4 separate regions of the Mus musculus genome follow, and all the other regions are linked to region 2. The links are chromatin contacts, called in public ChIA-PET maps. All regions are on one chromosome and are shown on one strand. The core of a region is the stretch at or near the end of the contact, and the rest is flanking DNA. Distances in the headings are between cores, read along the strand shown. Region 1 has its middle 40 kb from the start of Eml4. Region 2 overlaps Mta3 (metastasis associated 3). Region 3 overlaps Eml4 (echinoderm microtubule associated protein like 4). Region 4 overlaps Eml4 (echinoderm microtubule associated protein like 4).

Region 1 (7,010 bases), core at 3,611-6,110, 460 kb before region 2:
CATGTGTCATTTGTTCCTGAACTTTGTCCCTGCCCTGCAGGGATCTATGACGTGACCCTTCCCAACTGCTTGGTGTTAACAAAGGCGTTCAGGCACGTAGGCTTTTGCGAGTAACCCATCCCTTTGGAGCTGCACCACGGAAAGGTGTTCCTTCAACAACACAAAGATTTATTACTTTCTTCCCCCACAGAAAAAAACCACAGGAATATTTCCTTCTTGACTGGCGCAATATGAGTTCCAAGTTTCATTAAAGAACCAGCCAGATACTTCCTCCTTGGTGGCATGGGAAGACTTAACCATAGTGTTTGAAACTTTACCTCCGCACACCTGCCTCATAGCCGTCCCCTCTTCCTATGACTCTTCTATTTCCTCAGGGTCTGGGCTTTGAGGCTGCCTCCCCAGGCAGCTGGGGCTCTGGGTCCCTCTCGCCATTAATAATGAATGTTTCTTATTGAACTGCACACCTGCCAGCAACCAGGCGTGGCAATTAACAAACTGGCTGGGGTTTTTTGTTGTGGTGGCTGGTTTTAATTTGTGTGTGTGTGTGTGTGTGTGTGTGTGTACTGCGTGCATATGGAAGACAGAGGACAACTTCGCAGAGTTCGTTCTCTCCTGCTTTCACGGTGTTTTCTGGGGATTGAACGCAGGTCATCCGGGTAGTGTGGCAAGCCACCAAATCATCTGGCTGGCCCTTGGCTTGGGTTTTTAACCAATGTATTGGCTGCCTGGACAGCCGCTGCACTCAGGGAGAGTCTGCCTTTCTGCCTCTGCTGTTGTTCGTGGACTTTCACAAGTAGGTTTGCAGAAAGGGAGTTGGTTTTCCATTGGCAGAGCCAGTCCTCCCTGCTAGCTGGCTCTTCTGCTTTCACCTGCTCCTAATCTGCTCACTGGGTACCGTGGACTCTGGCCTATGACTCAGGGCTGCCACCTTCCCTAGATGTGACACTGATGGTGTGGCCTTAGGGCTCTAGTAGACAGAATAATGATCCCCAAGAATGCCTACATCTTGGAACCTGTGAGTCTGTTTCCTTAAATGGTCTTTGCAGATATGATTAAGCTAAGGACCTTGAGATGGAGAGATTACCCGGGATTAGCCTGGAAAGCATGCTGTGATCACAGGGTTCCTTATAAGGGAAGGAAGCAAAGCAGGAAAGCCAGAGGAGCAAGGATTGCAGCAAGGTTGGAGGGGCCGAGGAATGCAGGCAGCCTTCGTGATCTGAAAAGGCCAAGAGAATGTGTGCTGCAGGATTCGAACCTCCCGAAAGATGCTGCTCTCACTGGCGCCTCCATTTCAGGTTTTAAGACTTCTAGATCAGGAACCTAATCCACATGTGGCGTTCTCAGTTGTCACACACACAATGCACAGGTCACAGAGGGAAGCCATTGCGGCTATTCTAAGTTCGGCAACGGAGCAACGAAGGCAAAAGACAAAACTGCAAACCTTTCTAGCCAACCCTGTCCCTGCTCCCTTGTACCCTGCTATAGGAAGATAATAGTTGGCCTTCGCCAGCTTGGTCCTTGCACTCAGAGCTCCTGAAGAAAGATGAATTTGGCTACCCTCAGGCTGAGCCACAGAAAACTTCAAGTCTCTGCTCCCTGCTTTTTTTTCAGAGTTTCTCTGCCAGCATGAAGTCAAGAGAGCCCTCCCCCTCCTCTCTCCTCTTAGGGTTTTATCACCTGCAAGCAGCTCTTAGAGGAGAGTGGGGGAAGGGGGAGAAATAGCTTTAGTCTAAATCTCTGTTACTAACTGGCTTTTGTTAAAGGCAAAGTATAGTCTACCCTCCTATAACACGCTGCTGAGAACTGTGGGCTTTTTCTTCCTCTGGCTCTAGGAAGGAATAATGCATATACTACCCTTTTTCCCCCCTAATTCTGGAGATTTAACCCAGGGTATCTTGCATGCTAAATCCACATTATACCACGGAACAAAACCTTCAGCCAGAATATCTCTTTCTTAAAATTTTTATTACATTTATCTGTTTATTTGTGCACGTGTGTGCTCAGATAAATGCCACAGCCTGTGTGAAGGTCAGAGGACAACTTGCAGGGGTCAGTTCTCTCTTCCACCGTGTGGGTCCTGGGATCCAACTCAGGTTGTCAGGGTGCAGCAAGCAACTGCTCCTGAGCCATCATGCGCGCGTGCGCATGCGTGTGTGTGTATGTGTGTGTGTGTGTGTGTGTGTGTGTGTGTGTGTGTGTATGTGTGTGTGCATGTATGTGTGTATATGTGTGTGTATGTGTGTGTATATGTGTGTGTATGTGTGTGTGTATGTGTGTGTATGTGTGTGTGTGTGTGTGTGTGTGTGTATGTGTGTGTGTGTATGTGTGTGTATATGTGTGTGTGTGTGTGTATGTGTGTGTGTATGTGTGTGTGTGTGTGTCATGGGCCGTTGTGGGCTTCCTGATGAGTGCTAGAGACCTCTATACACTCTGGTCCTCTATAAGAGCAGCAAGCGCTCTTAACCACTAAGCCGGTCTTCAGCCCCTGTGTGTTTTTGAGATGCGGTCTTATACTGGACAAACTGGACAAACTGGACAAACGCTCTTCCAATGGAACAGCATCTTTAGCCTCTTGTTTGTGGGTTTTGGGGTTGTTTTTTGGGGGGGATGCTTCATATATTTTTGTTTTGCTTTGTTTTGTGTTTGTTTGCTTTTTTCCAGACTGACTAAGTGGATCTTCCTGGCCTAGAACTCACTATGTTCTAGGCTGGCCTTGAACTCATGAGCCTCCTGATTCAGCCGTCTAAGATCTGGGCTCATAGGTATATACTACCAAAGTCAGCCAGTATCTTTTTAAAATAAAACAAGCAGTGCCATTTATTATCTATCTATTTATTTATTTGCCAGGAAGTGGCATGAACATGAGGGTCAAAGATCAAAGGCTGAAAGGTCAGGTCTCTCCTACCAGGTAAGTCCCAGGGATAGAATTCAGACAGTCAGGCTTGGAGGCAAGGCCCTTCCTTCATCTGCTGAGCTATCTCACTGGCCCCAATGCCTTAGTTACCAGTTACTCAGGACCCCTCTCTTTCCTCACCATGGCTTCTTCCTAACCAAGAAAGAGGGCAGTCCTGACCAAGCATCGGCACCTTGAGCTAATGACTCCAATTAAACCAAACTCCAACTCTAGACATAGAAGAATTTCACAAGGAAGAATTGTTGACTGGAGACTCCAATTCAGCTTGCCACCATTCACTACACAATGCTGGTTGCAGAGTAATCACTACAGTATAAATAATGATACTTTTTGTGTGTGTTTCCTGGGTGCCAGGAACTTCACTCAATGTTTTACCTACCTTAGCTCACTGAAGCTTTTCCCATGAGACTGGGACTGTCGTCTTCTGTATCTCACAGATGAAGATTGTGCTGATGGGGATTAGGGACACTATGGAAGCTCAGACTGCTAATAGGAGGTGAAGTCAGGGCTGTTCTAGGGTTACCTGGCAGCCGTGCCCTCTCTACCTCTGCTTGCTTGCTCCCCGAACTTGTTAAAAGGCTTTCAAGTGTACACTGGGTTTCCATTCCTAGTTTAAAGGTTCATGACAGATTTGACCACGATTTGTGGGAATTATAGATGGATTTTTTTTTCTAATACAGGGTTTCTCTGTGTAGCCCTCGGTGTCCTACAACTCACTCTGTAGACCAGGCTAGTCTAAAACTCAGAGATCCACCTGCCTCTGCCTCCCAAGTGCTGAGATTAAAGGCATGTGCCACTACCACCCAGGTAACAGATAATTAAAAAAAACAAAACAAAACTGATAATGTGTGTGTGTGTGTGTGTGTGTGTTAATTGCATCTAACTGGTTGAAATGGTAAATTTGAAGGTTTATAGTCAAGAGCAGTGGCGAGACATTTATTCTGAAAGAGTCAAGGACTGCCACCTCCACTTATAAGCCTTTAATAAATGAGAGTCTAAAATACTCTAAGTAGAATCCCAGCAGAGACTACAAGCCAAGAATGCCTGGCTTACAAAATAATGGGGGCTGCTTCTTCCCAAGTTACCATGCACAGAAGCAAAACTTGGCAGAATCTGAAACAAAAGATTTTGATTCCGTTCCTACCAGGGCTTCCAGAGAAGGGGAGCAAAACAAACTACGCAAAACTTGGTGCTTATTACTACTACCAAATCCAAGCACCTGGACCAGTCGGTATTGGGCGAGAATCCCACCCAGCTCTCTGCCCAAGGAACTCAACCCCAAATACCCACGTGCAGAGAGTAGGAGATTTCTGCCCCTCCTTATTTTCTGCAGTTCTATTTCTGGGGGAGAATTTCCACATATAACCCAGCTGCTGCCCTGACACCATCTTCATTGAGTAATCCATGGGATGTCACACCAGCCAGGCGCTAAGGGAAGCCCTGCTTTTATGGATTGGCTCTTAATTTGGGAATTTTTATTTTCTGACTTCCCTCCCTCTTTTCTTTCTTTCTTTCTTTTTTTTTTTTTTTTTTTTTTTTCTTTTTCTTTTTTTTTTTTTCCGATGGACTGCGCTGCTTTTGAGGCAAGATGCCTGAGTGGTGAAGTGTTGCCTGCTTTTGAGAAAAGGAATTCCTGCTGGTTGAGAGGCCAACAGTTGAGTGAAAGGCAAAATGTGTGCCTTTAATAGTACATCTTAATTGGCTAGCTGGCTCAGGAGAAAGGATGTGTGGGCCTGCTGTGGGCTCAGTTGCTTCTGGTACCAGTCAGATCTGAGCTGACAAGATGAGCTTGGGACATTGGATCTTATAGCCACTCCCGGGTGCCTAGAGAGCCACCCCCACCTCTTCCCTGGCACCGCAAGGCCACCTCTCTCCCTTACTTCTCAGCTGGGAGACAGCAAAGGCGAGTTTGGCAAAGTTCCCCCGTAAAAAGTCTAATCCAAACATCATGTCCGCTGAGCTCAGCGGGGTGACTCATGTGCGCTGATGTGTGGGGCTAGCAAGCAGAGATTAGGATCTGGCCCGCCCGCCCCGCCAGCCTGCCCTGCACTTCCTTTGATCAGCTCTGATGGGTTTTAATTCTGCAGAAGTAACTTCCTGCCAGCCAGCGGCAAACAGCTTTCGGTGGAGGCTCCCAAGCCGCATCTATACTGACCTACTTGTCAGAGGCCAAGCAGGCATGGGTTCATGGCACAAGGATGACATCTTGGGCTCATATCCCGCCCAGGGCAGAGAGGAGAGCCTCTCTCGCTGAGGTGACATCAGATGCTTGCTCCTTGGCCAACACTAGCAAAGCCTTGAGTTTCGGCAGCCTAGGCTCTGAACCTGCTGCTGGCTTTAGTTAAGTTAGCTAGATAATAATAATAATAATAATAATAATAATAATAATAATAATAAGCCTTTTTTTTTAAAGCTGGGACATCTCCAGCATCTGGCACAAAACAAAGCTCTCACTGGGTTCTTCAGAAATATTTCACATCTGTTTTGCTCAAGACCAAACACATTCGGAGTATATTACTTTCTGGAACCGTGCTTACCCTGCTCCGTTGGAATGTGCTTGTCTCTCCATTCTTTTAAATCCCCTCAATTAACACTGCCAAGTGGAGCACCTGACATCGGGGTGTGGACTTGCTCCAATCCCGCCCCCTCTCCCCAACTCCCTCCCCATCCCGATTTCTCTTTTGTCTCTCTTCTCAGCCAGCAGGGCAGTGAATCTATAACTCAGGCAGTATGCTAGAACCTCCCTGGGAAGGGGTGTGGTCTTTAAAAAAAAAATCTGAGACCAGACTCCACCCTAGAAGAATCTGGCCTCCATATTGTCTCAAGCTCCCATTGTGGGGGGAGGAGGGGAGCACGGATATCTAAGGTCATGTGGCTTCAGTCATCTGCCTAAAGAATGGTTCTTATCTCCTATCTCCTGTCTACCCCTCCTACCTCCATTTGGTGTGGGGGGCTTCAGGAAAAACGCTTTAGCCACATTAGGGTAAAATAGTGTCTGGGTAGGATGGCATATGTATTAGAAATTTGCTTATCTAAAGTTTGAGTGTGAAATGTCTCCCGCAGGCTGGCTCATGTGTCTGAGTTCTTGGTCTCCAGCTAATGGGAAACTGTAGAAGTTTTGTGATATAGGGCTTTGCTGGTAGACATAGACTACTAGGGATCGGGCTTGAAGGTTGTAGTCCAGCCTGCTCCTGGTCTTGTTCTTTACTTCCCGATCAGCCACAGTGTGAACCAGCCTGCTGCAGACTCTCACCAACATGGACAGAGCAACACTGGCCCGGCTGTACCTTACCCACTGTGATGAACTGATATCCACCAGCTGGCCAATCCTTCCTTCCTTGTTTCCATCAAGTAGTATCTCACCGATGAGAAAAGTGACTGGTCCATCTAATGAAAAGTATTTACTGCGCCAAGTACATAACTCAGAGGCATAGGGGGCACAGGCTCTGGGTTCAATCTTCTGTACCCCACAAACTCACACCCCAAGAATGAAGGTAGCATGCATGGTGCTCTCAATGCAAGCATATCTAGGGATATAAGGTCATGTGGAGGTATAAGCTGGAGTTCGATGGTATCCTTGGCCACATTGAACTTGGGACTAGCCTAAGCTTGTCTCAGAACAAAACTTCATTTGTTTCAGGGTTATGAGGCTGGAGCATCTGATCAGAGCTGTCCTGCTCTGTTACGACGACGGGGCAGAATGTAAGACATGGAGGGAGGAAGGGGATGAGGGAGGGAGATGAAGAACTCATTCTTTTTTGAGTAAGAAACTCCCAAGAAAGGAAGCTGTCCCTGAGTGGACGTCATTCACATAAAGCAACCATCTTTGAAAGGTCTATTTCTCAACACTGTTGTGCTGGGGATTAACCTTCCCACACACTAACTTTGAGAGGACACATTAAAACCAAAGCAATCTGAAGGTTCCAGTTGTAAACCGGGTGAGGGTGGGTGGGGACAGGGCGTGCTAGAGAGGTAGTTGATGGAATGGCAGATGTCATCAATGTGTCCAAGCACCCACCCAAAACCCCTAGGGCCTTAGGAAAAACATGTAGGCATTTGAGATTCTCCCCATGACAGGGCTGAGACTGGTATTTGG
Region 2 (6,867 bases), core at 1,249-3,748:
ATGACATGGGGTGATGGGATTCACTGAGCTTCCCACGTGCTGGGCATGCCTTCTCTGGCCGACCTACCGACACCAGCCAAACACGCTTTTCCTCACCGTTTTAAGAACGCAGGAAGCTGGGCCCCCAATGCTGCGAGCTCTTGCTTTGTGTAGATAGGATGTTATCTGTAACCAGTCCTTTGTCATTTAACCATTCTCAGGAAATGGTACTTCTCAGAGAAAACTGGGCATGTGCTCTTATTATATACTCTAGCAGGTGCCTTCTGCCCTGACTGAAGACCCAGAGTGGGAAAGCCAGTCCCTGATGTGTGTCAGTTGGTGGCTGGGCCTATTTGCCTGATGGAGCCCATGTGTGGGCCTGGGAGCCACAGTGACTTTCTGCATCCCACTGCTAAAGAACATGCAGCACAGCCTTTGTTCAGGAAAATAAATAAATAAAAATTATATATATATATGTATGTATGTGTGTGTGTGTGTGTGTGTGTGTGTGTGTGTGTGTGTGTGTGTGTAATATAGTATTGCCATAGTAAATGTGTTTTCCTCTTTTGAGATGAAGACTTGCTGTGTTGCTCAGGGTAACCTGAAACTCATGGGCCTGAGACAACTCTCCTGCCTCAGCCTCCAGAGTTATCAAGATGTCAGATGATGCCGTCACACCTGGCTGAAGACTATTTATTTATTTATTTATTTATTTATTTATTTATTTTTGTTATTTCTCTGTATAGCTCAGGCTGTCCTGGAACTCACTTTGTAGACCAGGCTGGCCTTGAACTCAGAAATCTGCCTGCCTCTGCCTCCCAAGTGCTGGGATTAGTGACAGGCAGGCTTTTTTTTTTTTTTTTTTAAATTGGTCAGATGATTTCTAATCCCCCTGCCTCCACCCTTATACACTAGAATTAAAGGTGTGTGCCAGTGTATAATAGGGTTAATACTATTATGCATCTTCTAAGAAGGTGACTTCTGACTCTCTGGTATTTCCATCCCTGTTTGTTTAGTGGTCACGTTATCACACATTATTTTAAAAATTACAGTAATATATAATTGAAGATCAATTTATTTATTTAGAGACTGTCACTATGCGGCTCTGGCTGGCCTAAACTCAATCAGTAGACCAGATTGGCCTGGACTTCACTTGCCTCTGACTCCACAGTGCTAGGATTAAAGGTGTACACCATCACGTACACCCAGCTCATTACTGCAGTGTTTTTTATTAAGCAGAAGGAGACCTGGAGGCTCGGGCAGCTGGGGGCTGTGTTGCTGAATCACATCCATTCTTGTCTCTACCAAGGCCTCTCTGGTCCACCAGCTCTCCTACCTGCCTTCCGCCTCCTCATCACTAGAACGCCGCGGGTGTTTATCTTTCTGGATTAGCTATTCTTGAATATATGTGTGTGTGTGTGTGTGTGTGTGTGTGTGTGTGTGTGTGTGTGTGTGACAGACAGAGCAGAGAGAAACAGAAAGAAAGAGAGATGGGATGGGTAGGACAAACAGACAGACATATGGAAGACCTTGGCTTCCTGTTTAAACTGCTGTAGCTTCACGTTCATTTGGAATCTTAAGGTCCTAGGAATTGATGTTCAATCTGGGTGGGGCTGATTAAAACTGATGCTTAAAGTCTGCATACAGAATTTGGGCATTGCTTGCCAGATGGGATGCATGAAAAACTCGTAGCGGCCTTTTTTTTTTTTTTTAAGATTTATTTATTTATTAATTATTTTATGAATGTAAGTACACTGTAGCTGTACAGATGGTTGTGAGCCTTCATGTGGTTGTTCGGAATTGAATTTAGGACCTCTGCTCGCTCTATCAACTCTGCTCGCTCAGTCCCTGCTCGCTCTGGCCCCAAAATTTATTTATTATTATAAATAAGTACACTGTAGCTGTCTTCAGACACACCAGAAGAGGGCATCAGATCTCATTACAGGTGGTTGTGAGCCACCATGTGGTTGCTGATATTTGAACTTAGGATTTGAGCAGTCAGTGCTCTTACCCGCTGAGCCATCTCACCAGCCCTCATAGTGGCCTTTCACTGTCTGTCCATTTTCCTTGGGGACTTTATAAAGGGGACTCCAGGCTTTTAGCATTCCTCGACCGTTTGCTCATCTAGGACACCTGTACCTCTTGTCAATCACCAGTACTTGGGGGCAAGTAGCTGTTTATGCCCGGTTCTGACTTCCTCATTTTGAGGTCAGTTATGAATGCAGCAGAGCTGCAGATTTCAGGTGTTGCTGATCTAAGATCCGTAAGATTGATATTGTTAAGATACTGAGGACCCTGGTTGGTAGTGCACCCCGCAATCCTAGCTCTTGGGAGGTAGGAGCATGCAGATCAAGAGTTCAAAGTGCAAACAACAAACTATACTGTGCTCATGGAGGGTTCGTTCATACATGTTGCTCACTTCATAAAATAGAACGTATTTTGTGTAGCACACAGAGGGGAAAGCATCAACGAGAAATGCTTACACCCAGCTGACACCCTTCCCCCTCGCTTGGCTGGTAAGCACTGTAGTCAAGCCCTGCCTTCTCTTGCGGTGGGAACATCATGAAGGTCTCACACAAAGGAAGATGGCCGTGAAGTCACCAGGTAGTGCAACCCTGGTGCCAGTATTGTATGTGTGATGTATGCAATCTGTCCTGGACTGAAACATTGCTACCCTATTGTCACTGGCATTGGTAGAGTGCCCTCCACTCCACCCCTATTTGTGATGTTGGTCACAAGGCCACCCCTTGGCCTGCAGGGCAGTGTCAGCATCGTCAGGGACATGCCTCGCTCCCAGAGGAGACACGTGCTCTGCTTCTCTCTGCTGCTTGGACTCTGGAAACTAAGTAACTTGGAGAGCAGAGTCAAAGAAAGAAGTTTTGGTTGTGGCCTTGAACACCAGGATAAGTCTGCAGGTGATGAACCCAAGGCGCCAAGCAGTTAAGAAGCTGCAGGAGGACCCATCGCCGAGGATCAGTGACAGGCAGGCTTTCTGGTGGCAGGTCTGGACTGAGGAAGGTTGGCTGTGCTGGCTCAATAAGAGATGGACTCGGGTATCGGAACAGCGCTAATGCCTGTAACACAGAATATCTTCTGAAAATGCCGCCCCCTTCCCTGCTCCCATGGGATGTCCCTGAGGTGTCCCTTCCTCACCCCAGCTCTGTCTGGAGTCCTCTGGAGTCGAGTCAGGCATTGTTCTGGCAGCTGCCTGACTGTGTGTTTGCCAGATGACACTGTGGAGAGTTAACTCAGGCGGTCAGGCTTGGTGGCAACAGACATTGCTTTTATTCATTCATTTATTCATCCATTTATTTATTTATTTATTTATTTATTTATTTATATTTATTTATTTATTTATTTAAAGGAAGGCTTTAAGTGTCGTGGTTCAGCCTTGAACTTCCTTGTGTATTGATTTCTGATGCTGTTGCCTCCATCGTGAGCACTGAGATTAGGGTGTGCATTGCTGAGCGGGTGTTGCGAGGTGCTGCTGTCTGGACCCAGGAGTTCGTGTATGTCAGATAAGATTCTGCCAACTGAGACTCTTCAGCCAGTACTTTAGCACGAATGCAGGAGACCTCAGAAGATCACTGGATTTGAATGTGGGGGGAATAGAGTAGAGAATTTAAATACGCCAGAATTTTTGAAAAGAGGCTAAATGCACAAACTCATACTAAAGATTGCTTATGTCATGTAACATCTTTACTGGGCAAGCAAATCGTGTGCTGAAACCCAGTGTCTGTGTAGGGCAGGGTGGCCTCCTGTGAGGTCCGGGGCAGGGGTGAAATGTTTGAACAACAATCGTTTTTTACCACGATGATCAAAATGAACAAAAGATGAGAAATCCCCTTGCCAAGATCTCCTTGTCAGTCTTCCTCCTAAAATACTTGTGTTTGTCATTTCCATCTGTTATGAATGAGATGACATGTGACAACACCTTTGCTTTTTGGCAGAGGGAACAGCTTGTGATCAGTTATGATTTTCAGAATTTAGATTCGAGTGGATCTTGCAGCACGCATGTACGTATCTACGGAGAAGATGCGACCTCTGCAGAGTCTTCCTCTGAGGGGAGACGTAGCTTGTCCTGTGCTTAGTTTTCAAATCCATCTGTAATTTTAAGTTGAGCTATATGTGCAGTAGCATGTGTGGAGTGACTTTCATGGGTGCATGCATCACTGTAAACCCACCAGTGGGTGTAGGTAAGTGTAGTGTCCCCAGAGCTCGCTTGTCTTCCATTCACTATTCTGGAACACAGACAGATGCATCGCACTGAATTTTATTATTATTATTATTATTACTGAATGTTGTTTTTTGTTGTTTTAGAAGCTATGTTCTTTCACTTAAAGCTTTTAAAGAGCATGGTTAGATCACACAGAAGTGCATTCGAAAGCAACGCCTCTGCATGTCAGAAAGCGGAGGCTAGGAGGGACCCTCTGGTTCACATAATGAAATTGCCCCCTAGAGGTTCAGTTCCCACTGACTGCACCACCCCCTCCACCAGGCTGTGGTTGGCTTACTAGAGAAAATGAGTCTCAGTGTCAGTGCAGGCTGGAGCTGACTGGTGGCTGGGAAGCTGTCCTGCAGGCTGCGCCTCCTGAGTTGCTGGGCCGCAGTGCACATCTTTGCATCCGGCTTGTGCTGTGGCTTAAGTGTGGGTTTCCTCTGGTTAAGCAGTTGATGAGCTGTCACCTGAGACAAACACACTGAGTTCTATTGACGTCTTGGTTCCGGAGCACCAGTTAATTATAAAAATTGTCTTTATCTTTTGAGGAATTTCAGCATCACGGTTAATTTGCATGAAATTTTAGAGGAGGTGTTGATCAAACCTCGGGTGGCAAACAAGTCTGGCACTGAGCTACGCTCCAGCCCTCCTGTAATTACTGGCTTTGTTGTTTTTGTTGTTTTGAGACGGGCCTAATATATTCAAGGATAACATTGACCTCCTTGCTACCTCCACATCTCAAGTGCTGGGATTGGCTTGTGAATACTGTCTAGTCTTTTAGTTTTATTGCCTGTTGTCGAGTTAGGACATTCCAAAGTAACAGTTAATGGCCCTATCCTTAGTTGAAAGGATCCCTAAATACTATTGATCGTTCTGATTTTATAATGTGAGAAAGCTCTCAGATTTGGAGATAAAAGAAACAGCGAAATTGCAGGGTCTATTTAGTGAGGTTCACTAGAGAATCAGAAATATATCGGTTGTGAACCTTGACAGGGTGTGAGCAGGAGGCAGGAGCAGGGCGAGCATGCTACAGCCCTGGTGGGGAAGGTAGAGCTTCCCTCAGAGGGTGCTGGCCCACCACCTGCAGCAGATGAGCACAGGGCCACACAGTGACTGGCAAGGGAAACTGACAACAGACATTTTCTTCTGGGCCTTTGTTTCTTGGAATGCAATGATTTGTTTTAAAGTTAAATTTGTTCAAACCTTGTCCAACCAGTTACTGAGCAGATCTGTACAAGTTATTGCCTTTGACACTGTCAGCAAATTCAATTTATGCCCATATGAGCCATGTTGGTCTCACAGTGTGTACGCACCCTTGTGTTGTAGGATTTCACTGGCTGCCTGATTTCAGATTTGTAATCCTCCTGCCTCACTCTTGAGTGCTGGGATTGCAGATATGCACCACCATGTTCAGCTGGAAATATACTTTTAACTAACTAGCTAACTAACTAGTTAATTAGTTAATTGAGAGACGAGGTCTCACTGTATATAGCCCTGCTAGCTGGAACTCAAAGATACTTGCCTCTGCCTCCCAAGTGCTGGAACTAAGGTGTGTGCCACCACGCCCCACCCATTTATGAAGTTTGAAATGATCAACACAAGAGGTTTGTGTAAAAGCTGTAAGGCTTCTGTGAGTTTGAGGTTGGCCTGGTTACCTGGTCTACAAATAGAGTCTAGGACAGCCAGGGTTCTGTTACACAGAGAAACCCCAATCTCAAAAAACCAAACAAGAACAACAACAAAAAGATGCAAGGCTTGACTCGTGCTCTGAAGCCTGTGTGTGTGTGTGTGAGGGACAGACACTTTGCCAGCCAGTCTGTGCTGGTGTACGCACATGCACGGACACAAACATACTTGCACACACAGCTGATTGTCCTGCACTGCAGTTTTCTTAGCATATATAAACGTGTGTGCACATGTATAAAGCACTCTTCCTCTCCAGTAGAGAAACTATCAAAAGCTTTCACAACTTGAAGTTTTATATGTGCTGCTGACTGGGAGACACTTAGGGTCCTGGACGTCAAACCCAACAAGTGGTACATGCCAGTGAGCCATCACTCCCCTACCACACACACACACAAACACACAGAAAGCTGACCATGTGACCCACTCTCGGTCCTCTTTTTGAATCTTTCTTTTGCTTGTTTGTTCCATTGGGGTTTTTTGAGACAGGGTGTCTGTATAGCCCTGGCTGTCCTGGAACTCACCGTGTAGACCAGGCTGTCTTGAATTTGCCTGCTTCTGCTGGGATTAAAGTCTGTGCCCTCACTCTTCTGTCTTCAAATCATCACTCTTAGAATATGAAACCCACAGTGGCCTATCAGAAGAGCACTAAGGATGCCTGATCAGCTGTTACTGCTCTTTCCAAAGGTTCAACCAAGTTCCATTTGGATTTGTAATCTTGCCTGTTTTGTGTTAAATACAAACACATACCTTTTTACTTATTTCTTTTGTATGTATATGTATGGATGTGAGTACACGTGTGCCATGCTGTGCGCATGGAGCCCAGAGGACAACTGTCGGGAGTCAACCCTTTCCTTCTATTGGGCAGGGGGCTAGAACTCAGGTTGTCAGACGCGGCAGCAAGCAACCTTTACTTGCTGAGTCATCTCATTGGTCCAGATATATAAATTTACTTTTCCTTGGTCAGTGAAGATTGACAGTTTTCT
Region 3 (7,042 bases), core at 785-3,284, 370 kb before region 2:
TCCTGTTCTCTTGCCACTGTTTCCAGCTCTCCCTCCTTTCTCCTGGGTTTCCTTCCCTCATTCCTTTCCCCTCTTCCTTCACTGCCCACTTCTCCTTTTCTTTTGATCCACAATCAGTCTAATTAGTGCTATGCCATACTCTGCCACTAGACCAGCCCTTTTCTTTGGCATCTTGAACAACTTTTAGATACAGTATTCATATACTTGAAAGAGTTTGTATAGGTCTTTCAGGAGGGATGTCCAACAAAGTAGATAGTAGATAGTTCTCAAACATAGTAACTAAGAGTAGGAGCCTAGCTTTCTGGCCCAAACTCAGATTTATTTGAGAAGAAAGAATTACCAATCTAATATAATCTATAAGTAAATTATTAGTACTCTTATCTTATCAAATTGATGTGGAGAAAAAGGTTGGTTGTGTCATACTGCAGAAGAGAAAGAAGTGGTTTTGCTAATCCTAGATAGAAAGCACTTCTTAACTTCAAGAGGCTGTCATCATGCAGTTTAAAGAACTATAGAACCAGCTGAAATTGGGAGGTTAAAGTTAACATACAACTGCTTCTGGCTCCCTGGGAATCATTATTAAGAATCTGAAGGCTTCCTAATTTGTGATGACTCAGACGCACTCCGCAGCTCACTTAAGTCTCATTAGTCTCTCCATTGCTTACCTATTGATGATCTGTACCAGTTGTTAATCAGAACAGTTGCTTTCTGAATTCTTATTGTAGAATACTCTTTTAAAGGCTCCCACTTTCCCACAAGGTTATTGGAAATAAATGTAGGTGGTTTTCCACATTCCACTTCTATCAGCTTACAGATTCATTGATCCTGTGTAGTCTCCTCTCCTTCACAGCTCTGCATGTTCCGTTTGGGTTACGGTTCATTTATTAACTATTTTTTTGTGTGTGAATGTGTTTATAGCAGTCATATTACTTGTGTTTATTTTGGGTTGGTATAGGTTTTTTGTAAATACAAAGTTTTAAAGTAACAAATTGAAGAAAATCCTCTGCCACCTTCAATACTTTTTTGTGAATCTGTTGTTTAGTTGACTTCAGAAGTGCTCACACAAAAAATACATTGTAACTCTTTCTCCCTTCCTCACTTCTTCCCCTCACCACCACTCCCCCCCCCCCTTCAGAGGTGCCTCTGTAATAACAGCCTCTCACATGAAAAAAAAACCATTATATTCATTGTCACCTGGCTTTACATGGTGTGAGACAGACTGAAATATCTCTGACTTTACGTTACTTGTCAGCATCAATGGTTTAAAATGAGTGTATACAAGCAGTCGTGAATTGTTTTATCTTATAGATTAATTGATACTACTATAGCTTGTAACATTTTAAAATAATTTTGAAAATGACTTAATTATGTTTATTAGTGAAATGGTTATATCATATATAGTCTAAATATTTAGGTTTTAAAATTAATGAAAAGTGATTATTCTTTATGCTCCAAGTGGGTTTCATTTTAAACAAAAGCAAAAGGAAGAAGGAAGTGTGACCTGCCACTGCACGCACAGTGTTTATTTTTATTTCCTACCCAAAAAAATGATCACTTTTGTACTTCTGAAGTGGTATTTATAGAAATGGTACTGTGTTGCAGTTTCAGAAGAAGGAGAACTTGGGTTTGGATTTGAAGCTGTGGATGAGGAGCAGCTGAAGCACCCAAGCCTCCAACCAGCCTCAAGCCAGCGCATGGCTGTGGCAATCACGTCTGTTAGCTGTCTCTGTGGCCTGAGGCAGTTCTGTTTCCTGTTTGCTTGCTCTCCTTCAGCTTCTTTGTGTCACTTTATCAATGAGCAGAAAACTTTTAGCTCAGAGAGCAAAGGGACAGGAGAGGGACTGTCTTAAGCATGTTTTACTTGTGTCAGCCTAGATGGGCTTTGTGATAGGCCATCTGGATGGAGAGGATTTCCTCAGAATGTCAAGTATGTCGTGAGATTTTGAGCTGGGGTTTTCTTGCAGTGTCCGGAAAGGCAGCAGGAAACAGGCAGAAATGCTAAGAGCGGAAGACAGCTTGCCAGTGGCTTCAGTGTGTGATTCCTGTATGTAGAAGAGTCCTGTCTGTCACACTTGACTTGCTTGAACAAAAGAGGCTGGAGGTGGGGACTAATCAAGATCCTGTTCTTCCCTGCACTCTTAAGTGTGCCCGAAAAGAATGGCATAAGTGTTGGCCTAAGTGCTCTGAGTACTTAAAACTGCTCACTTTATAACAAGTGTGTGCTACACGGTTTTCTTCTCCTAAGAAGCATACTCTTCTTAGATATTAATTAGATATTAATCCTTTCTCAAGAATAATATATTACATAAGTTAGTTATGTAATGTACTATTATCCTTGAGAAAAGAATAGAAAGCACTAGCTTTTCGTGGACAGCAATTTAAAATAGTGCCTCCTAAAAAATCAGATTGTATATTTCATCCTCAGTCAGGTCCAACCAAAGCCCTCATGGAAACAGAATTATCTGCACATATTTTAAATTTTGTATTGGATTAATGATAGAATAGTTACTATTTTTTTGAAACTAGGTACCATCCTTGGATTACAGTAGTAAAATGACCTTTTTTCATGTTTTTTTTTTAATTAAGATATTTATTTGTTTTATGTATGTATGCTCTATCTGCAATTATACCTATGTGCCAGAAGACGGGGCATCAGATCCCATTGTAATTGGTTGCAAGCCACCGCATGATTGCTGGGAATTGAACTCGGGGACCTCTGGAAGAGCAACCAATGCTCCTAACTGCTGAGTCATCTCTCCATCCCCCTTTTTCATTTTCTTAAACACAATTTTTTGTGTTATATGCTAGATGACTTTTAGTGACAATAGCTTACAAGGGAAAAGCAGTCTTTTTTAAAGTAGATAAGTGTGTCTCAGTGTTCTGTTGCTGTGAACCATGGCCAAAACAACTCTTCTGAAAGAAAGCTTGGAATGAGGGGCTTCCGTACTGTCTCAGAGGTTTAGTCAATTATGCTCATGGTGGGGAGTGTGATAGCATGCAGGCAGGTGCTGGAAAAGAAGCTGAGAGCACCTGGTCCTCCAGCAAGGCCACACCTCCTAAGTAGTGTCACCCCATGGTAACTAAGTATTCAAATATATGAGCCTGTGGGGACCATCCTTATTTAAACCACCCAAAGTATTATTTCACTTTCAAAATCAGAAAGGAGTCTTGCTTTTGTTATCATTGTATTGTTAAACAGAGGTAATGAATATTACTGATTACTACAAATTTAAAATACCTGAGTTTTAAAATATTATTTAGTTAAAAACTCTTCTTCTAGAAGATTTTTACTTCGGAAATAAGATATTCAGATTAGTAAGAAACATTAAACCCTGCCCGAGTGTGTCTATATGTGCATTTGTGTTTCCAGCATAGACCTTTTCCTTTGGTTTGTTGTTTTGTTTTTAAATTTGTTTATTTTATGTGTATGAGTACACTGTGGCTGTCTTAAGACACACCTGAAGATCTTATTACAGATGAGCCACCATGAGGTTTCTGGGAATTGAACTCAGGACCTCTGGAAGAGCAACCAGTGCTGTATGTGTGTGTGTGTGTGTGTGGTGTGTGTGTGTGTGTGTGTGTGTGTGTGTGTGTGTGTGTGTGTGTGTGCGCGCGCGCGCGCACGCTTTCCTTACAGTTATTTCCTGGAATTAATCTTAGCTATTGCAGAATGCAAATTGGCATTGACTCTTTGATATAGAGTTACATCATTTCTGACTCTCTGCAGACGTATTTAATGACAACCCAGTCCGGTTAATAGTCAAACAATAAAGGTAAGTTGCTGGGTGATGAAGAAGTGCCTCTGCCAGTAGGGAAAAAACAAACTTCTGTATCTCTTTCTCCTTTTTTCCCCCTGTTCCACTAACTGGCAAATTAGTTATAGATTTTGTTGTGTCTTTAAGAGGAGGTATTTGAAGGCCTTGGAGTACTTTGTAATGATTCCATACCTCTCGTTACTGGTAATATGCATTGAATATCATATTTATAAGTTTACAGAAGGATTTTCACTTAATTGAACAAAAAAGTCCATAACATAATTTTACTTTACTCTTTGGGGTCCCTCCAAGCCTCATGCCAGCAGAGGAAGGATTCTCTGTGCAAGAAGGAGACCCTGGTCAGCGCTCCTCAGTAGCTGGTGCTAGTTCAAACTTCCAGTCTTGACACTAGACAGTTAATCTTAGACATATTTAAGTACAGTACAGTACAGTTTGGGAGAAAAGTTTCCTGGTAACAATGATCTCAACCCCACGTTCACAAAAAAACTTAAAGTGTAAAACTCTTTTGTCAAGCACATTTGACTTGTAGAGTGAAGATGGGTTCTGTAAGGGCCTGGGATCTGGTGTGCTGTCTGACTGAGACAGCTTAGAGGAGAGCAGGCTATCACGTGACATTCCCTACTAAGGGTGGTGTATTGTCTAAGAAACAGCGCTTAAGATAAAGCTCTGGGGAGGGAGAGTCTGGGATAAACGTACTAATCTGGGATCCCTGAGCTATCTATTCCCAGCCTCCTGGGTGGAAGGCATGCCTATGTATCCTCCTGTTGAAGAGACCAGCCGTGTGCTCAACAGCCCTGGTTTCTCTAGTCCTTATCTGTGAGCAGGAGGACCTCAAAAGTACTCTTTACAAAACTTTTTTGTGTGTGTGGCAGGGTGGTGCTTGCACACTCCTTTAATCCCAGCACTTGGGTGACAGAGGCAGGTGGATCTTTGTGAGTTTGAGGCTAGCCTGATCTACAGAGTTCCTGGATAGTCAAGGCTACATAGAGAGAAACCATCTCCTAAAACCACAAACAAAAAATTACTTTGCTTACATTTTTTTTATAGGAAATTCATCTGAAAATTCTCTGAAATCCTATTTCCCAGAGACTTGTTCCTGCATTTCCGTGTGTTTACCAACTGAAACCACTCTGCACAGACAGACACTACAGCATTGATGCTGAGCTGCAGGGTTTCCTCTACAGTGTGTTCGTTCTGTAGTCAGCATATGTTTGTGATTATAAATATGCACTGGCCTTTTTATGATCTGTGTGGCATGCCACAATATAGTGACTTATTTGATTAACACCTGCTGACTGTCATTTGGGCTGTACAGTTGTTAAACTGTATGTGCTGTTTTAATGGTTTCTCCAAGTTCTTACTCTGGACATTTCTAGTGTTCTTGTGTAATCTGCCATTACTCTTCTGTCTGGCATTTTAGCCAGGAGTGATGGCACACACCTTTAATCTCAGCTCTTAAGGAGATAGAGACTGGTAGGTCTCTGAATTTGAAGTCAGCCTGGCAATTTATATTGTATGTCTTCTCATAGATGGACTTTTTTAAAAATAGACACATAATAGATCTAAGGGTCATATTATTAACAACTATGATTTTTTTAAAAATCCTCCCAATTTTCTTATTTGTATGCTATAAAATCTCAGGGCTCTTTGGGAATACAACTTCATTTCTTTCTTTTTGGAATTTAATTTGCAAAAGTAATTACATTATCACACATAAAAAAATAAATATAATCTGTTCATCTCACCCTATCTTTTATAGAAGAGAAAATCACTCCCACCCTGCACAGATATGCGTAAAATAGTATTTGGTACGGTTGCAATTTTCCTCACCAAGATCTATGTACTCAAACCTCAGCCCGTTTTTTTCATTGGTCATTTGTAATAGTTCCTTTTCTGTGTTCAGGCTTTTGCCAGTTTTTCTGTAAGATCTTTAAAAACTGATTTATAGGAATTGTTTATCTGGGATGCTGTTCCTTCAGGGGTGTTGTGTGCTACATCTGCCTGTTTCCTATTTGCAGATTGCCCTGTTGGTTTGCATTCTGAATCCTAGTGTAGTTAAGCGCCAGTCTGTCCTGGTGGGAACACTTGTCCTTTCTGTACCTTGTTCATGTGCGTCTTCCTGCTTAGAGCATATGAACATACTTTATATAACTGACATTTTATAACTTTGCCTTTGTGTTTTAGTCTGCTTTATGTATATATTTTTGCATATGATTGCAGGCTTTCAGTACACCCAATTTAAATGAATTTGTAAATTTTAACTTAACAGTTTGGGAAGTCTAGCCACTATGTAGATCCACCTCTGCCCCCCAGACTCTTCATCCATGGAGACACGGGGGCACAAATACTAAGCCTGATGTTAGGTTTACTTTTTTCCTTTGTGTTGAGGTTAAGTGATGTCCTCTGATAAGTTTACTCTCTTTTCTTTATAGTTGTTATTCTCTTTCTTCAACTCCTGTGATACTAAAGAATTATTTTCATTTCTAAAATTTCCATTTAAAAATGTCTGCTTTTTGTTGAGACTCCCATTGTTCACTTTTTAAAAAACAAAACAAAACAAAACAAAACAAAAAACGTTTTTTTCCCCTTTGTGGAACAGAGCAGTTAGTTTCCGAGTCCCTGCTCTAGAGACTCTCACACATTCCCAAAGAGATGGTTACAAGTAATCAGAGCAAGCAGAGAGATGGGAGAGGAAGAAGAGTTCAACAGCTCAGTTTATATGCTAACTTACACATGTATACATGCATATATGTGTGGGCCAACATGGACACTGGGCATTGATCATCCTTTCCCTTTGGAAAGCCTAGCTTGGAGGATTTCGTGTGCAGGCTTACAAACGTCCTCTGTTGTCATGGCACTCTTGGGCTCTGAAGACCCCTTCTCTGCTTTCTTGTTAGGAAGCTGAGTCCTTTCCTTTTGTTGCCTCCCACACCCAGGTGAAGCACTGGTGGAAGGAAAAGAACACGCAGGCAAGCCCTTCCTACCCCAGCGCTGCTGCCTGCCTGCCTGCCTGCCTGCCTGCCTGCCTGCCTGCCTGCCTGCCTGCTGCCTCCTGCCTGCCTGCCTGCCTGCCTGCCTCCTGCCTGCCTGCCTGCTGCCTCCTGCCTGCCTGCCTGCCTCCTGCCTGCCTGCCTCCTGCCTGCCTGCCTGCCTGCCTGCCTGCCTGCCTGCCTGCCTGCCTGCCTGCCTCCTGCCTGCCTGCCTGCCTGCCTCCTGCCTGCCTGCCTGCCTGCCTCCTGCCTGCCTGCCTGCCTGCCTGCTGCCTC
Region 4 (7,470 bases), core at 3,605-6,104, 320 kb before region 2:
GGCCTCCATGGGCACCTGCACTTAGGTGTGAGCAAGCACACAGACATACATGTGCATAAACATGATTAACAAGTAAAGGATATACTTTGCTTCAGCACCTTGTCTCTTTTGTTAGGGTTATTTTTGATAAATTGCAAGTTTTTTACTTTTTCCCTTAAAAATGGGTTTTTGTTATTGTAACTTCTAAAGCAAGCAAGGTACAATTGATTGTACTTGAAATTCTCTGTCAGAAAATCTCACCTTAAAAACATAAGCGAAGACAAATAATCCGTTCTGTATAATTTAGAGAGCACTGATGTGTAGGGGAGTTGAAGCAAATGAACTACAGAAGTGTTTTCTCTTTTGTAGTTAGGTCTACCCCGGGAAGTCCTGGTTCCCCCGCTGGCCGTTCTTTACCCCTTTCCAGGATGTGTTGCAGGCCCTCTACTGAGAGTGTTCCTGTCTGATCTCTGGTTCAGCTTTCCCAGGCATTGTATATGAATGCAATCTATCACAAATGAAGAATAACGTGTCACAGTCTCCTGATTGTCAGTGTAGATGCTGTAGTCATTCAAGACCACAGGCTTGTGCTTGTCTCTTCCCCTCTTTTCTCTCATCCAGATTCCTCAAACTCCTAGATGTCCGTTGCCAGAATTGGTCATTGTAAAGCAACTAAAACTTAACTCCAGAGTATTTATTTGTTCCTATTCAGGGTAGAAAGGAAAGCCTTGGGGGTTGGGGGGGGGGGAGCATTTTGTTAAGAAGGACTGGGTTCTAGGGCTAGCTAGATACCTGGGCCTTCTCTCCCCACTTTCCTCCTGCATGTTATTCTAGCAGGAGACTGTCCTTGCCTACATCATAAAGATTTGAGTGCTTGGTAAATGCCTTCTACTATGTGTGTGTTTGAAGGTTGGGATGGAAGCACTGCTGTGTGGGTTGTTGGTAGGTCGGGATGGAAGTGCTGCTGTGTGGGTAACTATTTGGCATTACTTGCTAACATGTGCCTACTTGCTGACATAGCCTGTTGCTCTCCAGAGTATATAAACTCAACAGAAATCAGTTGACGTGATTGGTTCACCAGAATGCAGATTACATTGTAGTTTACGATAGCTAAAAGAAAAAAGAGTGGAACTACCCTAATTCCAGTCAGCAGGAGATTCATTCTCTCCCTCCCCCTCCTCCCCCTCCATCCTTTTCCAAAGAGTATTTTATATTTCACAGCATTTAACATCAACATGAATGGAACTCATTCAGGGTTGGAAAAGCCTGTAACCATTAAAGGAGTACACTGTGTGCGCTTCTGCTTAGGTGAAGCAGACAGAGCTCACCCTCTGCCTTCCTAAGCACGGGCACGGGCTGGATGACTAAAAGGAGATGTGGTCTCTCTCTAGCTCTGCTGCTTTGAGCTTTTAAACATCACATGGCTCTTGCATCTTACATAGTGTGCTTTCCCAAATATGTAAGACGTAAGCTATAGTTCTTAACAAATGTCTTATAAAAAGTAGCAAAAGAATTGCTATAATAGCATAAGTATATCAAATTTAAATCTTACTAAAAATTCTGGTTTGTTTGGGGTTTTTTTTGTTGTTTTTTTTTTTTTTTTGGAAAAATAAGTGTTAGGAGAAAAAGCAAACTTCCTAAACTATTTTTTCTGACTTTATAATGAACTCTAATTAGATTTTGGTAATAGTAAGAATATACATTCTTTTAAAACTATCACTTTTTTTTCCCACAGACAACAAACGAAGTTGTTTTGGCTGTAGAATTCCACCCAACAGATGCAAATACAATAATAACATGTGGTAAATCTCATATTTTTTTCTGGACCTGGAGTGGCAACTCACTAACAAGAAAACAGGGAATTTTTGGGGTAAGGATCAGACTGTTGGAACATCATTGTTTGTGTGTGGGTGTATGTAGGTGTGTGTGTGTGTGTGTGTGTGTGTGTGTGTGTTTAATCTTTTATTGTAGGGTAAGTATAAAATCACCATGCCAAAGAGAAAACTAAAAATTCTCATTTTATTATAGAAATATGAAAAACCAAAATTCGTTCAGTGTTTGGCATTCTTGGGGAATGGAGATGTTCTCACTGGAGACTCGGGTGGAGTCATGCTGATCTGGAGCAAAACGATGGTAGAGCCCCCGCCCGGGAAAGGACCTAAAGGTATCTTCTCCTTCAGCGCTGCATCCCTTACCAACCAGGAGAGCGCTCCAGAAAGAGCCTTCTAAGGAAGTTATTCGTTGTGCATATATAATCTACGTGTAACCATATAGAACTCTTCCCTCCAGAAGTTTAATATGAGAGGGAGAACACATACATACTAATTTAAACTATATAAAGTTTCACTCTCCTGAGCTGGTCCTCAGCAGAACTCATGGTCATGCTGTTAGGAAAGACAAACGGAGAGAATGAGCGAGCCATAGTTCTGTCCCTCCTTTCCTTTCCTACCTGCACCCCTCTTCCCAACCCTGCTGGGAGGGCTTGGCCTTCTTCCCACACATTAGCAAGGCACAAGCCAGGCACACAGGAAGAAGACGTTTTACAAATGTTTATCACCCTAACTCTTTGTCAGGCTCCTGTTCCAGAACTCAGAGGTCCAGCCTTTTGGCCTGCTCACTCAGCACGTCACGTGCACGGGCCTTCGCCTAGGTGGTAAGAGCCTGGCCTGGTGCTACCGTCTGCCTGCGTCTGTGTCTGTGTTTGAGTGGACAGAGCCTTCCAGCTGTCCTCCCTGGTCAGGCGAGATAACCTGCTGGTCATGGAGACTCTCTCTTGGCAATGAGAGGAACAGAAGAGCTTGCCATTAGACTTGGGTAGGCTTGGCCACACAGTTAAACCTCAGCATAAAGTCTTTAAACTCAAAAACAGTAATTTTTCTCAGCAAGTATTTCAAATGTTTAACCTAAGTTAGACTGACAGAATTATGGATTCATAAGAGAAAGATTTTTCAACTGTAATGTTTTATTTATAGTCTGTAAAAGAAACTTGGAATATGCTTAAATGTGAAACACAGCATTTTTTTTTAACTTAGTTACTATCTGGGCTTTGTGTCAGCATCCCAGCTTGAAAGGCAGTGAGTGGAACCGAGCCACTCACGTGATGGAGGTTTTATCCTGATGAGACAGTTCTTTAAGTAACAGGGTGGCTGAATTAAGAACAGAAAACTTTGATTTTCCTTTGTGCATTTTTCACAGGGAGCCATGGTGTTCACACCTGATGTTTAATGGGTGTTTGTGTTAGACAGGGTCTGACTGGTGGACCTAACTGACTGACCTGGAACGCATAGAGATCCACAGTCTATGCCGCCTGCGTGCAGGGAGTAAAAGTGTGTGCCACCATGCCTAGCTGTTTTTGCAATTTCTTTCCTTTTGGAGGTGGGGGTTAATTGGGGGTATGGCATGTTTCAAAACAAGATTTTTCTGTGTAGCCCTGGCTGTCTTGAAACTAGCTCTGTAGACCAGGCTGGTCTTGAACTCAGAGATCTGCCTGCCTCTGCCTCCCAAGTGCTGGGACTTAAAGCACGCACCACCACGTCTGACTAGTTTTGTAATTTCAAAACTACTTACTACTTGGACCACGTACAAGAAGGGAGAGCTTCGATATGCCTGCTCACTGTTTACACTCTTTTCCTTCCTCTGTCCTTGACTTAAGGGACTCGGCAGTGCTCAGAAAATTCACATTTTTTTAGATGTCCTTTCTCTCCTGGGCACCTGGGTGCAGTCAGCAAAGATGGATAAATTGTGTAGACAGACATCCACTGATCATACTGTGTTGCTCAAGAGGTGGGTTGTGTTTAGCTGGAGGCAGTAGATGGGAGCAGTAGGTCCATTGCGCCTTTCTACCAGGGACGCACCGCAGCTCTCACGGTCAGCTACGGCTGAAGACATTTTAGTGATGCCAAACCCTTGTTAATTTCAGCTAATTTTGCAAACTTAATGACAGCTCTAATAGAAAAGTAAGTTAATCTCAGTAAGAGCCTTGTTGATACATCGTTCACATGACATAAAGTGTGCTCCTTTTAAGAGTGCAGTCAGTAATGCTTGCTATATCCACTTATGCTCTTTGTCGGGGTCTACTAGGAAGGAGCCGTGCACCAATTAGCTTTCCCCATCTCTCAAAATAAAGTAAAATGTGTGGCTTTAGATAACTAGTTTTTTATTTGGCTTTTTGTTTTCTAACATTTTTCGCTATATAGGCCAGGCTGGTCTAGAACTTACTGTGTAGCCCAAACTGCCTCCTAGGATTATAGGTGTGCTCTACCATGACTGACGATAACTGGCAGTTTAACTTGGCAAGTTCCTAAGGTCCATCCTTCGAGACTTGTTGTCCCTTACCTCCCCTTGACCTAGTGTTCAGTCATCTAGGCACAGCCCTGTTCTACTTACTTACCCAGTCATCAGTTGCTATGCAATTTTTAAAAATGAGTGGTTTTTAAATCTTTTTTTTTTCTTCCCGTTTTTCCACAAGAGCTAAGGCTATTTTGTTGACTTTTGCCATGTTTAAACAAGGCTCTGGCTTCCATTGTGAACCTGGTAACGAATTCTGTAAGGCATTATCTCCCACAGGCTGGCTGTCCTCATGTCTCATTAGCCTCCCTTGACTGCTACAGCCCTGCCCTGAGTAAGCGACACGGACTTGGTTTGGATGAAGTCATTTCTTTTGTTTCTCAGCAGATTAGAAAGGAGAATTCAATGTTTATTAGTGATTGCCATGCCCTGAGCTTACAGAGGCTTTTGCAAAGCTCCAGGGACACTGAGGTGGGAGGCTGGGATCCTGGCTACAGCTTTACCGATACCTGGGATCCTTGCTTTGCAAACTCGTCACACTCACACTACTCTAAAACTGCACAAAGCTATCACGGGAGATGACGCTGACGTTGGTGCTGAGCTGCACTTTATATCCCCTGTGGTCTGAACAGGAAGCACTGTTGCAGCAGCTTACAGGGTTGTTTTTTGTTTTGTTTTTTTAAGGATGTATCTTGTTTATTAGTGTTCTTGCCTAGCTAGCATGCACAAGGCCTTGCTTTGATCCCCAACACTACATAAACTGAACATTTGGAAGGTAGAGACAAGATATTTAAGGCCATCCTCAACTACATTACAAGTTCAAGGCTAGCCTGGGATAACAAGAAGACCCACTTAAAAACAACTTTAATGCCTCCCCAACTCCACCAAACACAGAGAGGGAGAGAGACATACAGAGAGACAGAGACAGAGATTGAGAGAGAAAGGCTGTTGCTTACAGGGTTTTTAAAGAAAATATTTGTAGAGTGCATGATCCTGCTGTAACTGTAAAGGACTACATTCAGTCTGAAGTCTCTGTGCCTGCCATGTTTCTGTAGCTTACTGGGACCAGGTTCTTGCTTAGGGAAATGTGAACTGTCTGCGAATTCACCCTGTAGCTCTGCTAAAGCTGGTTTCCAGAGAGATACTAAAGTCTAATAAAACGTGTTTATTTCTCGTGTTTTCATTTTTTTCTTACCATATTAGGTGTGTATCAGATCAACAGACAAATCAAAGCTCATGATGGCAGTGTGTTTACACTTTGTCAGATGAGAAATGGGATGCTATTAACTGGAGGCGGAAAAGACAGAAAAATAATTTTGTGGGATCATGATCTGAACCTTGAAAGAGAAATAGAGGTAAGGCTGGGAATGGAATCTTAAAGCAAAACTCTACTCACAGCCGGGCGTGGCAGCACACGCCTGTAATCCCAGCACTGAGGAAGCAGAGGCAGGCGGATTTCTGAGTTCGAGGCCTGCCTGGTCTACAGAGTGAGTTCCAGGACAGCCAGGGCAACACAGAGAAACCCTGTCTCAAAAACAAACACAAACAAACAAACACTCTACTCATGCATTTTGTCCCATTTTGAGATAGCTTTTCTGGTTCCTTCTGTTCATTCCCTCCCCATAGGAAAGCATTTGTTACAACACAGAGGACTCTGCTCTAAACAGAATAATGTGGAGTTTGAGGGCTTTATTATGCAGTGCAAGAAATTAAACTCAGGGTCTGTCACAGGCTAGGCAGATCCAGATAAGCAGAGACATTTTAAAACCAACCCTTCCTGAGGAAGAAACGTGCCATCTCTCATTCTGTGGATCAGTTATCAGTGTGAAGGACACTGGGCGTATGTCACATAGTGTGTGAATGAAATGGTCTCACAAGGAGACCTGAGAATGGCCATTGTAATACTTTACAATCCAGTCATCCCTTCATTTCTGTAAGGGAGTAGTCTCTAGTATCTGCATAGATGCTAGAATCTGTAGGTACTGAAGTCCCTTACCCACTGTAGTCAAGTATTTCTATGGACTTAAACTTTAAATTGTCTTTGTATTGCTTACCATACCTGATACAGTGTGACTGCTATGGAAGTATTTTACTGAACTGTATAAGAACTAATCAATGGTGGGCAGGGGTAGGGTGGATACACACTCAGTACATACATACATACTCAGTACACACATACATACTCAGTACACACATACATACTCAGTACACACATACATACTCAGTACATACAGAAGGTTTTTCACCTCAGTATTTTCAGTCCATGGATGATTTAGCACTTGAATACAGAGTCTACAGATTAAAGGGCCAGCTGTGTTTTGATTTGCTGTAATTTTTATCTTTCGGTCCCTGAATAGGGAATAAATGTATTATCCCCATGTCATAGATAAATGAATGGTCTTAAGCTAAGTAACTTGCCCAGAAGAACATGAAACAAATCCCAGACCATATTCTTTATGAGCTCGGATAGAACTTCCTTCCTCCCCCACATTTCTATAACCCTCAGTATCATACAGAATATAAATGTAAATTTTACTGAAGTGGGCTGCAAGTTAGATCACTGACAAGCTTGAATAGCATGTGGGAGACCCTGTTCTACAAAGATAATTATGATAAATGTGGCAAAGAATGTTAATAATAATACATTATAACTTCTGTGTAATAAAATGTAATTGAACATTAAATTACAATCTGATGAGACCACCACATAGTTTCAGGTTTAGAGTCTGTCTTTATTACCCTCTAACTGCAGACAGCTGTGAGCATAGCGCTGTTGAGGTAGTAATTATTGCATGTCACTGTTTGTGGTAACTTCACACCTTCATTTGTTCCAGGTTCCTGATCAGTATGGCACCATTAGAGCAGTTGCAGAGGGAAGGGCAGAACAGTTCTTAGTAGGCACATCACGAAACTTTATTTTACGGGGAACGTTTAATGATGGCTTCCAAATAGAAGTCCAGGTAAGCTGTGGGATGCCCACGTTTTCTTCATTATTTCTCGACAATATGCTTTGGTTCTTACAAGGAGGGTTTTTTCGTTTTCAGGGTCATACAGATGAACTCTGGGGCCTTGCAACACATCCCTTCAAAGATTTGCTCTTGACGTGTGCTCAGGACAGGCAGGTGTGCATGTGGAACTCAGTGGAGCACAGGCTGGAGTGGACCAGGCTTGTGGACGTGAGTGCAAAGCTTCCCCGTGCAGACT

The links. ChIA-PET counts read pairs in DNA pulled down with a chosen protein or histone mark.
Region 1: a contact with region 2 is called in an RNA polymerase II ChIA-PET map of memory CD8 T cells, with 25 read pairs. The contact joins two enhancer-like sites. A contact is called at or near these places in 4 of 115 datasets of contacts at active chromatin or transcription factors (T-cell acute lymphoblastic leukemia, bone marrow-derived macrophages, embryonic stem cells and 1 more) and 1 of 9 other capture datasets (embryonic stem cells).
Region 3: a contact with region 2 is called in an RNA polymerase II ChIA-PET map of memory CD8 T cells, with 71 read pairs. The contact joins two enhancer-like sites. A contact is called at or near these places in 3 of 115 datasets of contacts at active chromatin or transcription factors (the HPC-7 cell line, effector CD8 T cells and memory CD8 T cells).
Region 4: a contact with region 2 is called in an RNA polymerase II ChIA-PET map of memory CD8 T cells, with 231 read pairs. The contact joins two enhancer-like sites. A contact is called at or near these places in 1 of 484 Hi-C or Micro-C datasets (nephron progenitors) and 2 of 115 datasets of contacts at active chromatin or transcription factors (effector CD8 T cells and memory CD8 T cells).

Annotation. Positions count from the first base shown.
Region 1 is chr17:83,307,736-83,314,745 of GRCm38.p6, forward strand. No RefSeq gene overlaps it. Among named protein-coding and RNA genes, the nearest start is that of Eml4, 40 kb to the right of the region's middle. Within about 2 kb of position 4,861, at least 237 of the 459 cell types and tissues checked have an H3K27ac peak or open chromatin away from gene starts, as enhancers often do. A contact at or near this core is called in memory CD8 T cells, where this site is marked.
Region 2 is chr17:83,768,378-83,775,244 of GRCm38.p6, forward strand. The region is part of intron 8 of Mta3 (metastasis associated 3); the gene reads left to right. Gm46597 (predicted gene, 46597) reads right to left here. Exons shown (of 3, transcript NR_168497.1): 2 at 4,494-4,665; 3 at 3,262-3,566. Among named protein-coding and RNA genes, the nearest start is that of Gm46597, 6.2 kb to the right of the region's middle. Within about 2 kb of position 2,499, at least 16 of the 459 cell types and tissues checked have an H3K27ac peak or open chromatin away from gene starts, as enhancers often do. A contact at or near this core is called in memory CD8 T cells, where this site is marked.
Region 3 is chr17:83,395,912-83,402,953 of GRCm38.p6, forward strand. All of the region lies in intron 1 of Eml4 (echinoderm microtubule associated protein like 4), which reads left to right. Among named protein-coding and RNA genes, the nearest start is that of Eml4, 48 kb to the left of the region's middle. Within about 2 kb of position 2,035, at least 147 of the 459 cell types and tissues checked have an H3K27ac peak or open chromatin away from gene starts, as enhancers often do. A contact at or near this core is called in memory CD8 T cells, where this site is marked.
Region 4 is chr17:83,448,932-83,456,401 of GRCm38.p6, forward strand. It overlaps Eml4 (echinoderm microtubule associated protein like 4), which reads left to right. Exons shown (of 23, transcript NM_001379374.1): 12 at 1,715-1,849; 13 at 2,008-2,143; 14 at 5,470-5,621; 15 at 7,101-7,226; 16 at 7,311-7,442. Among named protein-coding and RNA genes, the nearest start is that of Gm46594, 20 kb to the right of the region's middle. Within about 2 kb of position 4,855, at least 26 of the 459 cell types and tissues checked have an H3K27ac peak or open chromatin away from gene starts, as enhancers often do. A contact at or near this core is called in memory CD8 T cells, where this site is marked.